Linked DNA regions of Mus musculus: region 1 is linked to region 2. A link is a contact called in public promoter capture Hi-C data. All regions are on one chromosome and are shown on one strand. The core of a region is the stretch at or near the end of the contact, and the rest is flanking DNA. Distances in the headings are between cores, read along the strand shown.

What was found. Promoter capture Hi-C pulls out the DNA fragments that hold promoters and counts their contacts.
Region 1: a promoter capture Hi-C map of pre-B cells shows a contact between it and region 2. The contact joins the promoter of Glrx3 here to the promoter of Hmx2 in region 2. A contact is called at or near these places in 1 of 39 promoter capture datasets (pre-B cells) and 1 of 484 Hi-C or Micro-C datasets (CD4 T cells).

What each region holds. Positions count from the first base shown.
Region 1 is chr7:137,436,298-137,439,390 of GRCm38.p6, reverse strand. Glrx3 (glutaredoxin 3) reads right to left here and starts at 1,818. Exons shown (of 11, transcript NM_023140.5): 1 at 1,620-1,818. The coding sequence starts at 1,717.
Region 2 is chr7:131,552,727-131,555,979 of GRCm38.p6, reverse strand. It overlaps Hmx2 (H6 homeobox 2), which reads right to left and starts at 1,687. Exons shown (of 2, transcript NM_145998.4): 1 at 1,406-1,687; 2 at 1-553. The coding sequence starts at 1,673.

The DNA.
Region 1 (3,093 bases), core at 569-3,068, 5.9 Mb before region 2:
TTTATTATAAATACACTGTACACTGTAGCTGTCTTCAGACACTCCAGAAGAGGGCATCAGGTCTCATTATGGGTGGTTGTGAGCCACCATGTGGTTGCTGGGATTTGAACTTCGGACCTTTGGAAGAGCAGTCGGGTGCTCTTACCCACTGAGCCATCTCGCCAGCCCGTATTTAGTATTCTTGATGGCTTCCTATCCTTCCCCAGGTGTCACTCCCCAGGTGTCACACAGCATTTCCCATGACCCATTCTGAACAGTCACTGCAGACGGGAACACTGTCTCCCGAGTCATCTCAGGCAGACACCAGTGACAAGAATACATGCAGATGGGTTTGCGGTTTGTTGCTGTTCTTGTCTTGCCCCCCACCCCCCTTGAGAGGAAAGAAATGTTTGTTTCCTGATTTTTTACAATAGGGTCTCCTTATATACCTCTGGCTAGCCTGAAACTCACTATGAAGATCAAACTGACCTTGAACTTGCAGAATAAATGGCATGCTAACTTTTACCCACTAAGGCCTGTTTAACACATGAAACATAAAGACAAACTAAGCATGTGAAACACACACACATAAAAGAATCTTCTCAGACGATTTAAGTTCAAGCTTTTCAGGACATGTCCACACAAGCCCTCATCACTTCAGGAGGCCATCTCTGACGTCCTCCGAAACGCCTGGTAAACGACCTGGCTGGATCCATCAGAAGTCAGCTTCTACTTAATGTTACTCTCATTCTCCCTTTTTCTTTTCTTTGGGGGGAAAAAAATTTAAAATCAAGTAAACCTGAAATGCGAAAGGGTTGGAAAGGACTGGTTTTGTTGTTGATGAAGATGAGTTGTTGTTTTCGGTGCTAGAAGTTGAACTCAGGGTTTCTTGTGTATTAAGCACTAGCTACACTGCCAGCCTCTGAATGAGCTATTGTAATTCTCCTCCATACTGTATGGAGTAGCAGATGTCAGCCAGTCAATCTGCCACCTGCCCACTCTGCTCAGTGAGGATACCAAGGCCCCCACATTAGTGGAGAGAGCTTCCGGTACGCCAACCACAAAACAGAGCTTTAACAGAACCGGTCCATTCACCCGGGAGGAAGCCGAAGGGGAGGTTAGGAAACTTGCCCCAGGATTACAAGCACATAAGGGGCTAAGGAGAGGTTGGGGATCCCCGGCAGTGGGCCCTGAAACCCCTCCCTCACCACTCTGCATGCAGATCAAGGCAGGGCAGCATCCTAGAGCGCCGAGGTCCTGGTTTCCCACGCATCCCCAGGGCTGGCCTCAGGAAGGCTTGGCCAAAGGCGAGGCGCGCGCACCCGGCCGCCGCAGACCCTCCCTTAGCCGGCTGGTGGTTCAGGAAAGCCCGGGACCCTAGCTGGGCCTGCAGGCTGGTCGCCAGCCAAGGCTTCCTTCAGGAGGCGCCACATGCGGGTCTCCGGAGGGCAGGTCCATTGTGCACGCGGGCCGCCGCGGGCCGCTTCCCTAGGAGGGGCTACCGCCGCGGCCCAAGTAGGGCCGCCGTTGGACCACGAGCTCAGCTCCGGACGTGCCGCGTTGGGAAGCCGCCCCCAAGTCCCGTGACCCCCCGGCCCGCCGCCCTCTGGTCCCCGGGCCCTCTCGCCGCCCCCGCGTACTTGGTTTTGAGGCGCAGTAGCTCTTCAAACTGCTGGGCAGAGCCGACTTCCACCACTGCCACGGCTGCCTCGCCTGCCTCGGCCGCCCCCGCCGCCATGCTGTCTCCGCCAGACACCAGCAGTCGAGCGCCGGAGGCTCGATAGGGCCGGACGGACACGCGAGGAGGCTGCGCACGGGGAAGCCACGCCCGCTGAGATCGGGGGCCCACCCCTGACACACTATGCCACGCCCTCCGGCACTGAAGGTCACGCCCTCGGACTGGGAGAACTGGGAGGCTCTGGGTTGGGCTAGCGGAGCCTCCTTGCTTTGTATTGGTGTGCTAACTAGCTAGATGCCTTGGCCCCTGGCTGTTGTAGCTCTGGAGCTCAGAAACCTGTAATAGGAAGGGATGTAAGTATGTGTGTATTGTAAATTAGAGTGAAGTCAGAATAGAACATTGGCAAGCTGAAATCTCACATGAAGCTGCATAAAGATGAACTAGGAAGTCTTAAGACTAAAAAAACAATAGTGTCTGAGCACAACCCTGATAGTCCTTGTACCTCAGTCCTGGAGGAAACTCGAACTCTTCTAGAGGTGCCCTCAGAACCCCATAATCAACCTTCAGTACAACTCTGTGACACCTGTTAGCCGTTGCAGCCTTGACACAAGACCTAAATGGCTCGCCCCATTGCCTCTAAGAACCGTTAGGCTCCTTTTTAGAGTTCCTGCACCTTCCCACCCAGGCCCAGCCTCCATGACCCTCTTACTAGAAGCTTCCCTGTACGGGCAGTGACTCGCCAGTGGTATCTTCTCCACACTCTTTCCCATGCTAAGGCAGGAAGTTCCTTAAGTTTGAGTCCAGCCTGGGCTCTACAGTGAGTTCCAGGCCAGCCTGAGTAACAGTAACAGATTACAGATTGAAATATTTTCGATCGATTGGGAATTAAATATGTCCTTTTACCTCTGCTCACTGAGCCATTTTAAAGAACACAGGAGAGTTGCTTGCGGTGGCCACTCCTGTATCCTATTGGCAGCCCTGCTCCTATGATTACAAAAGCCCTGGAAGCTGTGTCACACACATCTTGAGAAACACCCCTACTAAAAATGTGGATCACAGTGCTCCAAATGCAACAGGACAAATTGTTCTGCTTCTTGGCTGGGGGGGGGGGGGGCAGAACCCCAAACTTAGGACTGTAAGAAAATAAACATACGCCAATACCAATAAAGCCATAGAAACCTCAGAAAGACATCAGGGTCACACGCGGACATTAACATCCTGATTATAGTATTGTATTACAGGTTTGCAAGGTGCGATGGGTTGTATATGCTCAGCCCAGGGAGTGGCACTATTAGAAGGTGTGGCCCTATTGGAGTAGGTGTGTCACTGTGGGTGTGTGCTTTAAGGCCCTCATCCTAGCTCCCTGGAAGCCAGTCTCCTCCTGGCTGCCTTTGGAACAAGTGGTGGAACTCTCAGCTCCTCCAGCCCCACATCTG
Region 2 (3,253 bases), core at 438-2,937:
CAGTAGTCAAGCTTGTTGTACAGGTTGTAGAGCGGTAAGGCCGAGAGATTGCTGCTCGGGTAATAAAGCGGAGCCGGGAAGGCCAGAGAGCGCGGCACCGGCACTCGCAGCAGCGAACTGTCCCGAAACACGAGCGGCATGCCCACGAGAGTCTGCGCCGACGCGTGTGCCATGTTGGCTGCCTCAAGCTCGGCTGAGAGCTGCCGCTTCCACTTGTTGCGGCGATTCTGGAACCAAGTCTTAACCTGGGTCTCGGTGAGCTGCAGGCTGGAGGCGAGGCAAGCGCGCTCCGAGCTGCTCAGGTAGCGTTTCATGTCGAAGGTAGACTCGAGCTGGTACACTTGGCTGCGGGAGAAGACGGTGCGCGTCTTCTTCTTGGCCGCTCCGGTTTGGCGCTCCGCACCGCCGTCCCGTGGCCGCTCCGGGCCCGGAGAAGGCGAGCCCGCCGGCAAAAGCCTCTCCTTCTCTTCCTTAAAGTCCGGGTGAGAAGGAGAAAGGAATGGCGTGCGCTCCGAGGCCGCAGGCCCTGCGCCTCCGCTGCCCTTGGGGGTACCTGAAGAGTGAGCACAAACAGAATGACCATGGAGTTGATGAGCCTTAAAGACTCTCAGCTCTGCCGGGGACAAGGAGGTTGACTGATGCCTGCATCCTTGATTCCCCTATTGCTAACCCTTTCCTTTTCTACTGCGTCCTGCTAGCGCCCAAAGTCCAGAGCCTCGGCCTTTCAAAGCAGCAGAAGAGGGTTCCATATAATCCGAGCTGGAGGGTCTCCTTCCACTCTTATAAAAGTAAACGTGGTACCGGGTCTGGAATGGGGACATTAACACCATTTTTTAAAGGTGATTTTTGCCTTTGAGGACTGAGCTCTACAAGGTAGCATCATTTTACAGGCCGTTTTCTTTGAGAGTCGGGCTAATTTTATTCATAACTCCTTGGCTGTCCTCCGTTAGCTTTTACCTCTCTGAAACTCAGCACTGTCAATCATTTTAGAGTACTAATCACTTCGAGAAGAGGCCGAGAGGAGGGAAAAGACATAGAGCCTGCAGGACTGACAGAACACCCAAACCAGACCTGCAGAACTAAGTCAGGACAGAAAGTACCCGGCGTGCGAAACCATTTTGGCCAGCATTGTGTACCGCCCGCAGAGTTCCTGGCCCACTCTGGTTCACCCTCCTTCCCCTTACCCAGTCTTCCCCTTACCGCCCCAATATTCCTCTACTTCTCCCCAGCGCCGGCCCTTCCGGCCTTTTCGAGAATGCACCATGGGTGCGTAGTCCCCTCCCCTTAGCCTGGACCACTAGCGGCCCGGCTGTGACCCGGGGATGCCCTGCTCCGCGTCTCCGACAATCACACACCGCATCGGCTCACGCTCACTCGGGCCAGACTCCCGACCTGCGATCCTTACCCAGGCAAGGGAAAGGGATGGGGGTATGGTGCTTAGGGCTTGGCTCCTTGGGGCCGTGCGGATCTGGGCAGAAGCAAGCCGGAGCCTTCCAACCTTCCTCCGGCTCCTCCTCCTCCGAGGACACAGACAGGCTGCGTTTCCTGGCTGGCCACCCGGCGGGCTCCCGCGGTGCCTCGGAGGGGCCCCCGCCCAGGATGGACTGGATGGTGAAGCTGGAGACGCCACCGGCCGCCGGACATCCCTTCCCCACATCTTCCTTGCTGCCCATCCTGGGTTCATAAGAAATCGGAGGAAACCAAGAACTCCCTTTAGAGCGGGGCTGGGTGGAAGGTGGTGCGGGCAGGCGGGCGGGGGGAGGGGCGGGAGGGAAAGCAAGGGGAGGGGGCTACGAGGCTGGCGAGGCGTCCCTTCTGCTCCAGGACGCGCAGGCACCGGACCGCTGTGCGCGGGTCCCTGCCGGCCCGGCTCTGGGTGAGCCCGCCCAGCCCCGGTGCCAATGTCCCTTCCTCGTTTGACAACTCCACCGGTCTCCAGCGACGCGGAGGCTGCGCGGCCTCATTTGCATAGAGGTTACCCGGCCGCGGCCAATCGCAGCGCCGCGGAGCGGCCCCGGAATTTTTTAAAAAGCTGGGGCCGAGCACGCAGCACCGGGAAGCTCCGGGAGCAAGCCTAGACGCGCACTCGCATCAGCTCTGTCCAGCCCGTAACATCTGGGGCTGAAGGCAGCTTAGATTGCAGCCTGTGTTCCTGGTCTTTGCCTTGCCTCTCCAGAAACGAGAACAGCGCCCGGGGTCGAGCTGGTGGGGCTCTCTCACATCCAAGATGCACACCATAGGCTGCTGCCACCCTCCCCAGTCCTCAACCCCTTCTAGCCTCTTGGGAACTAACAGCGCTCTACGAGTCTTCTCCCGCTGCGTTGGGGATTGACAGTATGTGGCTCTCCGCTGGGAGACACAGGAGCAAAGAAATTCTACAGCTCTGGACCTGAAGACCCCGCTGACTAAAGGGGGCAGAGGATTTTGGAAACAGAGTAGCCCCCAAATGTCCCGAGGTTCCGGCTCACATTCCAGCAAACGCCATTTGCACTGTGTGAACTTGAACAAGTCTGGTCCCAGTAGAAGCATCCCTGCCCCCTGGCAAACTTCTTAGTGTCGCCTGCCCCCATTCTCTGGTTGTGATGATGTGTCAGCTAGAAACCTATAAACTCTCAGAGTGCAGAATAGTTATTTCCTAATCCTTGACCGAATACCACACAGCTCGCCTTCCCACACTGCAGCTAAACTCATTTACTTTATTTTGCTGGTAAATACTGGCGGTCTCAAAATGGCTACGCTGCTTCTGGAAGGAAACGAAGTAGGTAGGTATGGGGACTTTTTAGAATTGGACAGGATCCTGTTAAATATAGGTAGGGTGTCTTTGGGCAAGATATGTACACTTTCCACGCCTCGTTTTCCCCATCCTAAAATTATTTGAAGTGTTGCTTTCCTTTCAGAGGTCAAGGTACAGCTTTATAAAACCTGACTCTCTCCTTCCTTCTTGTGGCCTCTCCCTAAGCCCTGACTCTTGCTTGTTTAATCCCTAGAGCACCTGTTACCTGATCTAGAGTCATCTCAACAAAGCAAGCAAAGGGATTTGAGGCGACAGTTATCTACACAAGCTTTATGGAAAGGAACGAGACCCAAAGCTTCCAGCCAAACCTGGCTGCACCCTTAAGGTCCCAGAAACCCTGTTCCCTTCCTTAGACACATGCCAGAAGATCCAAGAGTGAAGAGAGACTGTAGAGTCGGTCCCCACAAATGTCCAGCCTGCACCGTGACGGTGCAGTTCCTCGCCTGCACCGCTCCCGGG